Linked DNA regions of Sus scrofa: region 2 is linked to region 1. Evidence: chromatin contacts called from public HiChIP or PLAC-seq data. All regions are on one chromosome and are shown on one strand. Each heading gives the region's core, a stretch centred on a gene start, on an enhancer-like site or on the middle of the called end of the contact. The rest is flanking DNA. Distances are from core to core; before and after follow the strand shown. Region 1 overlaps MLIP (muscular LMNA-interacting protein). Region 2 has its middle 20 kb from the start of MLIP.

Region 1 (4,709 bases), core at 679-3,178:
GGAACTCCCAAGACCATGTATTTTTAAGCCACTGACTGGTTTTCTAAAATTTATACTGAATGCGTCTGCTGTATCAGAAGATGTCCCTGCAATGAGTTCAAATTTAACTTTAAAAATTTACTTCAAAACACACTTTTTAGATCTCTGAGAAAATTTTAAGTAGGTCTTTAGAAAATTCTAGTGCTAGGGTTATTACATTCATAGAAATAAGGGTTTCAATCCTCTGTACCTTGAAAATGTGACTAAATATGTTTTATTTTTATTAGTGTCTTGTTTGTGCCTAGTATTTATTTTATTTATCAAGCTAATACAAATATACATTCTTATTTCATACACACACACTACAAGCATACACTTATTTAAAGTTAGCATCCTTGGAGTTCCTGTCATGGCTCAGTGGAAATGAATCTGACTAGTACCCATGAGGACGCAGGTTCTATCCCTGGCCTCGCTCAGTGGGTTAAGGATCTGGCATTGCCATGAGCTGTGGTGTAGATCGCAGATGCGGCTCAGATCCCGTGTGGCTGTGGCTGTGGCATAGGCCGGCAGCTACAGCTCCGATTCATCCTCTAGCCTGGGAACCTCCATATGCCATGGGTGCAGCCCTAAGAAGACAAAAAAAAAAAAAAAAAAAAAAAAAAAAGTTAGCATCCTATATACAGTATTCTGCATCTTATTTGTTCAAGGTTTTTTTTTCCCCATTTGGCAATAATTTTGGAACATTTCTATATGAGTATATGAAAGCTATGGATTCCCTGAGACACAGCACCAAGTTATTCCACTGATTATAATCATCATTTGGTGATTCTATTTGAATTTCCAGGTATATCACCTAAAATATCACATCACCTAGCAGTCATAAATTTACATCTTCTTTGTCAATTCTTATACTTTTCACTTCTTTCTTTTGTCCAATTCCATTGGCTAATGCCTCTAACTTATTACTATTAAGTAATACTTGTGTGAATGTGCAATTTTAATGGAAGGCTAGTATATTTGCCCACTAAAGATGACTTGTAGATTAAAATGTATTTTAATTTTGTATTACTTCCTAATAACTATTCCATTATTTTATCAAAAATTATTTTAGCATTACATTTCTTAATTGGTTTGGAAGATGATTAATAGGAGTGGTGAGCACGACGACTAGCTGTGTTAGGAAAAGGCAGCATTGTTATTGGTAGTTGACAGTGCCTAGGAAAAGAGGAACTGAATGGTCTCTGGTTTATAATCTGGCTTCAGCTTTTTTCGTTCCTTGATTTTTTTTTAATGAATTTAGTTTTATTGAAGTATAGTTAACTTACAATGTTGTGTTAGTTCCAGGTGTACTGCAAAATGATTCAGTTATACATATTTTTTTTTCAGAATCTTTTTCCCTTATAGGTTGTTACAAAATATTGAGTAAGTTCCCTGTGGTAGGCTGTAGATCCTTGTTGGTTATCTACTTTATAATATGGTAATGTGTATAGGTTAATCCAAAACTCCGAATTTATTCCTCCCTCACCTTTTTCCCCCTCTGGTAACCATACATTTGTCATAATTTGTTAAAAAATGTCTGTGGGTCTGTTTCTGTTTTGTATATAAGTTCATTTGTATCACTGGAAGGTTGAAGAACTCCTTGCCCGGATGTCAGGAGACAGCCTTTTGTCATCCAGGGGAATCAGAGAGTTCCTCATAGGGAGCAATCTGGCAGGTTAAGGTCCAGCTCATCTAGAGGAAACCGTCTGGGGAGGATGCGCCGGTCCATGCTCCACACTTCTAAGCTGGCTGTGGCCACCTCCATCTCTCATGAGTCAGTCAAACCTGAACACTTCTGTCAGGTCAGATGATGTCAGCTATTCCAGGCAGCTGGGCAGGGAGGGACAGGAGGCTTTTTTCAGCCCTTGGACGGCCAAAGCTAGCAAAGAATTTTGGACAGGATCACTTGAGCACTGTCTGTGGACAGTACTGTACAAACCTGAAAGGATCCTGTGTGGGGACAGCTTCAAGGGCATGCCATGTGTGTCACTGGAGGCATATTTCCAGTCTGCCTGGTTGTCTCCTATGTGTTGTGTAAGTTGTTATTCTGTGATTTTTTTTTTTACCATCATCCTAGGAATTTTCTTTGCCTTTCTTTTGTGTTTGATCTCCTATTCCCCGTCTCCCAGATTTTTCTTCTCCATGGGTCCTCTCATATTCACTGGGCCTTAAAGGAGCTTCCTGGGAAAATGGAGTTTGGGAAGCAAATTGTTGACACTTTGCTTGTTGAAAACTTTGTTCTGCCTTTATATTTATTTTTTTGGACAGAATCTTTTAATTTTTTGGATTAAATCCAAAATTCTAAGTTGCAAAATAATTTCCTTTAGAATTTTGAAAGCAGTGCTACATTGTAGCAGCGTTACTACGCTATTACTATTTTATATACTTTTTTCAAAAACATATTTTTATGTATGATTTCTATGCTTTTCTGTCTTATAGTTATCTTTTGTCAATTCCTATAAAACCCTTTCTTTTACTTTTCTTATGCACAGAAGATTTTATTGCTCTTAAAATTTTCAAACTGAATATTTAATTGATTTATTTTTACTTTCTTATTCATTAAGCATACTTAGAGCTATACATTTTCTTCTAAGGGCTATTTTAACAATATTTGATGAGTTATAATAGATGAAAATTTCACAAATTTTTCCCAGTAGAAATTTCATTTTGAATTTCCTCTTTAATCAAATAATTTGTTGAAAAGCAAATTTTTCAATATGCAGATGGCAAGAAATTGGTTTTCTAACTTTGTTACAAATTTACAAAATTTTTTTTGTGCTTGGAGAAATTTCTCTGTATTATTTTTATCTTGGCAATTAATAAGTTTTTTATTGACATACAGTTGATTTATAATGTTATATAAAATTTAGGTGTATAATGTGGTGATTAACAATTTTTAAAGACTATACGCCATTCATAATTGTTATAAAATATTGCCTATATTTCCTGTGCTGTACAATACATCCTTAGAGCTTATTTATTTTATTCATAGTAGTTTGTACATCTTAACCACTACTTCTATCTTGTCCCATCTTGTATTAATTTTATCTTGGCAAATACTAGGTTTGGGGGGTTTTTGGCCTAATACAGGGTCAGTTTTTGTGAAGATTCCACATGTCTGCAAAAGAATAGCTTTGGTTTTGTTTCCTTGCAGGATACAGAGTCCAACGACATATGTATTAATTCAATTTACTACAGAGGATCTATCTTTACCTACCTTCCTACATAATTTATCATAAATTGAAAAATAAGCTAACGTATTTTTGTTTGTTTTTTCTAGGGCTGCACCCACAACATATGGAGGTTCCCAGGCTAGGGGTCTAATCGGAGCTGTAGCCGCCAGCCTGCACCAGAGCCACAGCAACGTGGGATCGGAGCCGCGTCTGCGACCGACACCACAGCTCGTGGCAACACCAGATCCTTAACCCACTGAGCGAGGCCAGGGATTGAACCCAAAACCTCGTGGTTCCTAGTCAGATTTGTTAACCACTGAGCCACAACGGGAACTCCATAAGTTAAAGTATCTTAATACCAATATATTTTCACTTTTTCTCATCCCATCTCTTGCTTTTGCCTATGAGTGTTGATGTCATACTTTGATATTCATATATTCTAATGATTGGTTTTTTCCCATGTAAATTTTATCCTTTGGCATATAGAGGGTCTTATTTGTCTTGTTAAAGGAAATTTTGGCCTGAATTAAACCTTTCCATTATGAAGATTACAACCTCTCCTTTCTTTGTGTTTGTAGTGCTGTAATCGAGCTAGTGCCCTGTGGGGTTCCTAGGCACTCAAGCCTTCCTGTGTCCCCCATTGCTTGTTTTTAGGGAATAAGCCTCAGCCTCCACGACCTTACCTGAGTTGCAAAGAGCAGCTGCTAATCAGGGAAGGGAGGGACACGGAGACCAGGGAGGAGCCGTGCAGCCTTGGGGCAGGGTCCTAGCTTCTCCTCAAGGAACATACATAATGTCTTTGAGCCTTTCTATAGAACTAAAACCCCCAACAAATGGAAGAACTACCTGATGAAGCAGTTTTCATTCTTGGAAGAAGGAGGACCACCAGAACCATTCCTGGGGCCACTAAACACCAGCTTTGAAAGACAATGCAAGCTTGCCTCTACCCTGATCTTTATCTTCAGCCCTATTTTTCCACTCCTCAAACTATAAAACCACCTGCTAACCCCTTCCAAGGGAGGCTCAGTCTTTAAGGCATTAATCTGCTGTGGCCCCCTTTGCCTGGCAAAGCAATAAAGCTCTCTTTTTCTCCTTTACCCAAAACTCTGTCTCTGCATTTCAACTGGGCACCAGCAGACAGAAGACAAATTTAGGGAACAGAAGGCTTTGTCATCCTCAACTATTCTCAGCCACCTGGTTTAACAGTCTCAGCTTAAAGACTGATTTTATTTGCTATCCAATTTGGGAAGCTTTTCTTTTCCCTTTAAAACAAAAACAAAAACTTTTATTTATCTCCATAATAAAGGAATCTCTCCTGAACCATAAGTTTTTGCAAGAGGTTCACAAGAGGAAGGACTCATTACCCAGGGCTGTCTTTGAACCCCAAAGATATAGGCTTTGGGTGTGAGTCTGTCTAGCCTTTATTTTTCCTCAAATCATGAAGACTGTCAACATAGTTGACAACTTGTCTGTGAGTTGTGAGAGAGCCTCCAGCAAATACAACTTCCTGTGTGATTC
Region 2 (4,709 bases), core at 647-3,146, 220 kb after region 1:
CTAGGCTTGGGCAGCCTTCTGCAGTCTGATGCGGCTTGTGCCCCCTACATCTGAACAGAACAGAGAAGCCCCAAGGTCAATGGCATTGCCAGGAGCTCCGGACTCCAATCATGCGGGGTCAGCATTCAGACTTGATGATCACCCAGCTGCTTCGGCTCAAGTTTAGTCCCAACTTTGATCCTCTTCCTTACGGCTGAGCGTCTCTCACAGTTCTTTTCCAGATCTCTCTTTCCTCCTCAGAAAATAAGGTGGGCGGGTGTGTGGTGGGCACGGAGGAGGACAAACTCCAAAACTCCAGGGGCGAGGACACTGCTGTAGGGACCGCAAGGGACAGCTATGGGAGCTCTGTCCCCCATCATCCATCAAGTAGCCAGCAAGTGAAAATAAAATCGACATCACCTATTAAACAATTCTCAATCAGTATACTACTTTGGGTGTGAGATGATCCACTTTCTCTTTAAACCAACCTAGAGTTTGCCTTAAAACAAACAAGAGCCTAACTTTGGTTCTTCAAAAATTCATTCAAAAAAAGCAAACACAGTCTTAAAGAAAAACCATGATGAAGCCATCTTCAGATCCTTTCCTGGGTGAGCCTGACACCTGCTGGCCTCTGGGTCCCCTGCAGTCACACTTGAAAAAGCATATTTTTTTTTTCACAAGATCCTAATACTATCTACGCAAATGTATCTGCTCAAGAATTCCAGAGATGGAAGTTCTTATGGTAAGGAACCTGACTAGTATCCATGAGGACTTGGGTTCGATCCCTGGCCTCACTCAGTGAGTTAAGGAGTCAGCATTGCCATGAGCTGTGGTATATAGGTCACAGACATGGCTTGGACCCCAAGTTGCAGTGGCTGTGGCATAGGCTGGCAGCTATTGCTCCGATTTGACCCCTAGTCAGGGAACTTCCATATGCTGCAGCTGCAGCCCTAAAAAAAGCCAAAATAAAAAAAGAAAAAAGAATTCCAAAGTTTTCTGGAAAGGATTGCATCAGAGAATTTATGCAAGAGAGATACCTGAGCAAGAGGTACTATGAGCAAGTATATTTCAGTTATTCATTTAGGGAGGAGGATTAAGGAAATAGCATTCAATAAATGAATAAGTTTCAGTCACATACACACAGAATGATCTGAAAATTCGTAAAGGAAACTATTCTCAATTTCCCCTCATCATTTATTAGAATCTGTAATCTGCTAGTAATAATTGTGTGTTTATAAAAAATCAAAGTGACAGACAATCTGAGAGGAAATGAGAGAGAAGCAAAGGAAACTCTAAGGAGAGAGAAAGAGAAGAAGAGCTGGGAGCAGATAGCAGAAAAGAGGCAAAATATAACGAGACAGCTTCAGGCACAAAGAGGCAAATGTCAAAGCAGCGAGGGTCAGAGAAACCTTGAGGTGGGAAGCAAAAGGAGAGACCATTCACTTTTCCCCGAAGACAACTTCCCCATAACATAGAGCAAAGAGGGGCAACAGCACTTTAACTGTTTGATGACTGACATATCTCCCTTAGCAGGCTGGTCTCCTAGGCTGCTAACTTTACTCTGGGGCAGCCAGTGCGTGGCAAGAGGAACTGGGTTCCGCTGCCCCTCTACCAGGCAGCTAACCCTCCTCGGCCGTGAGGAACACATTTCCAAGGCAACACTGAATTCAAAATCTGGGAAATGCAAGAATTTCATCTTCCAAATGGCACAATCAAGGGCGAGAGATGTTAACGTGGTGACCACGTCCTCAGCAGAAAAGCACAGCTCTCTGGCTTGACCTAACTGCCGTATCTGAGGAATTACAGACAGAAAATGTGGTAAAACATCAGCTTAAATACAGCTCCGGGGAGCCCTGTCTCCCCGTTTCACGTGTGGCTTCCTACCCTTGCATGATTCACTTTCCGGAATGAGACGCCCTTCAGAGGCTGAGTCATCCACAGAATCAGGTCAGCCAGGTCTGAGACAGCTTCTTCCCAGGGGACAAAAAGTAACTCATCAAGCCTCTTATTCTATTACTCCTTGTTTGGAATTGTAAATAAACAAAAACCATCTATGGGATCCTCCATTCACCTCGTTATGGCTGAATCCAGCCCCCAAAGCCATGGAGATGGTAACTTTCTCCAGATTTAATGACTACAGTTGACACGACCAAACACCCACCCCCAGGACTCAATCAGTAAAGTGCCCGTGAGGAGGTCATCAATTCAACTCCGCAGCAATTTCCAAGGACCAAAGCAAACAGGAAATGTGTCCCAAAGTGGAACTGCCAAAGCTTGTGGAAATTGTGCTTCAATTAATAGACAAGTAATTAATACAAGGACTTTTAAACAAGAAATGATTGCTACTTATCAGGAGTTCCTGTTGTGGCTCAGCAGAAACGAATCTGACTGGCATCCATGAGGACACAGGTTCAATCCCTGGCCTCATTCAGTGGGTTAAGGATCCAGCATTGCCATGAGCTGTGGTGTAGATCACAGACGAGGTGCAGATCAGGCGTTGCTGTGTCTGTGGTGTAGGTTGGCAGCTACAGCTCCAATCTGACCCCTAATGTGGGAATCTCCATAGGCTACGGGTGCAGCGCCCCCTACCCCAAAAAAGAAATTATTGCTACTTATCAATCTAAAACTATTATTTACCCAGGTTTGTGGCTGAGAGAAAAATAGAAACTGCTGGCCTTAGTAAGTCCTCAGCTTCCTTTCTTCCCTAAATTCTGTTCCTTACTTTGATAAACTAAGTCCATTCAGAATACCCCACCATAAAACTAAAAACACCCAGCAATCCCATTCCTGGACGTATATCCAGAAAAGACAAAAACTCTAATTTGAAAAGATATATGCACCCCAAAGTTCACCGCAGCACTATTTACAATAACCAAGACATGGAAGCAACCTCAATGTCCGTTAACAGATGACTAGATACAGAAGATGTAGTACATATATACAATGGAATATTATTCAACCAAGAAAAGAATGAAGTAATGCCATTTTCAACACAGACCTAGAGATTATCATACTAAGTGAAGTCAGACAGAGAAAGACATAAGATAATATATGTGGGCTCTTAAAAAAAAAGGATACAAATAAACTCATTTCCAGAACAGAAACAGAATCACAGACTGAAAACACACTTCTGGTTACCAAAGGAGGCAGGCGGGGGGGGGGGGGAGATAAATTGAGAATTTGGGGTTGAAATACGCACACTGTGGTATATGGATCGATTGGCCAACAGGAAGCTGCAGTATAGCACAGGGAACTCTACCCAATATTCTGTGATAACCTACATGGGAAAAGAATCTGAAAAAGCATGGATGGATGTGTGTATGCATATAGCTGAATCACTTTGTTGTACACAGAGATTTTCACAACATTCTAAATCAATTATACATCAATAAAACTTTTAAAGTGGGGGGGGGGGAGAAGAGCATCATAGGGCTCCTAAGTCCTGTTTTTTTTATTGATCACACTGTATATGTCTTACAAAAAAAGATGTAAAGTATTGCACAAATGGGCAGTGCACTGGGCTGTCCCCAGGATCTGTCCCTGCTTCAACAGTGTTTGGACAGAAAAGACCCAGGGGTGACTCTTGCTCCAGCTTCCGACTACCCTCCAACCTTTTTTTTTGCAGTTGCAACCCTCGGAATCAGCCACTCAGCTATCTCTGGTCTCTGAGACCAGCCAACACTACTTTTTGAACTTAACTCCTTATTAGGGATCAACCATGAGCTCCCAGGTTCGTCAGAATTATTCCACGGAATTGGAGGCCTTCCTCAACTGCCTGATCGATGCATCTGAGGGCCTCCCACACCTACCTCTCCCTGCGTCTCTATTTCAACAGCAATGATGTGGCTCTGGAGAGCGTGAGCCACTTTTTCTGCAAATTGGCTGAGGAGAAGCTGGAGGGCGCAGAGCGTCTCTTGAAAATGTAAAACTAGCGCAGTGGTAGCGCCCTCTTCCAGAACATGAGAAGCCATCTCAAGAAGAGTCGGGTAAAACCAGGACGCTATGGAAGCTGCCATTCTCTTGGAGAAGAACCTGAACCAGGCTCTTCTAGATCCGCATGCCCTGGGTTCTGCCCGTGCGGACCCGCATCTCTGTGACTTCCTGGAGAGCCGATTCTTGGATGAGCAGGTGAAGCCCATCAAGACGATGGGAGACCACCTGTCCGACCTCCGTGGACTGTCTGGTCCCCAGACTGGGCTGGGCGAGTACCTCTTTGAAAGTCTCACCCTCAAGCACAGCTAGGAGCCTCTGGAGCCCAGTGGCCTTTGAGGAGGCCCTCCGGTGCCTGGGCTTCTGCCAGAACCCCCGCCCTGCAGCCACAAGGCACTTTTTTAACCACCCTGGAGCCCTCTCCCAAGTCTTGGACCAAATGGAAACAATAAAGCTTTATGCAGCAAAACATAAAAAATAAAAACCAATATTGCACAAATGCAGTTACTTGAAATTATCCTTCTCTAAATAGGACCTATGGGGTGGGTGGAGGGGAGCTTGCCTATTTCATAATCCTTATTCTCCGAAAGCGGATCCCACCCCCAAATCACAGGAAAGGATTTCACATAGATCTCTCTGTGAGCCAGCCCCGCCTCTCCCAGAGCTGATTGGACGAGCAGGGATCACATGACCAGTGGGGGTTACCTGGCCAGAGAGGATCACATGTTCTCTGAAATTCAAAAAGCCATCATATTCTGTAAAATAAAAAACAAAAACCTTCTTCTGTGAGGCAATTCTGT

The links. HiChIP or PLAC-seq counts read pairs in DNA pulled down with a chosen protein or histone mark.
Region 2: an H3K27ac HiChIP or PLAC-seq map of skeletal muscle shows a contact between it and region 1. The contact joins two enhancer-like sites. A contact is called at or near these places in 4 of 47 Hi-C or Micro-C datasets (embryonic fibroblasts, heart right ventricle and skeletal muscle) and 1 of 2 datasets of contacts at active chromatin or transcription factors (skeletal muscle).

What each region holds. Positions count from the first base shown.
Region 1 is chr7:26,601,008-26,605,716 of Sscrofa11.1, forward strand. All of the region lies in intron 10 of MLIP (muscular LMNA-interacting protein), which reads right to left. Among named protein-coding and RNA genes, the nearest start is that of TINAG, 80 kb to the left of the region's middle. Within about 2 kb of position 1,929, at least 1 of the 83 cell types and tissues checked has an H3K27ac peak or open chromatin away from gene starts, as enhancers often do. A contact at or near this core is called in skeletal muscle, where this site is marked.
Region 2 is chr7:26,819,670-26,824,378 of Sscrofa11.1, forward strand. It overlaps the pseudogene LOC106504380. Among named protein-coding and RNA genes, the nearest start is that of MLIP, 20 kb to the left of the region's middle. Within about 2 kb of position 1,897, at least 7 of the 83 cell types and tissues checked have an H3K27ac peak or open chromatin away from gene starts, as enhancers often do. A contact at or near this core is called in skeletal muscle, where this site is marked.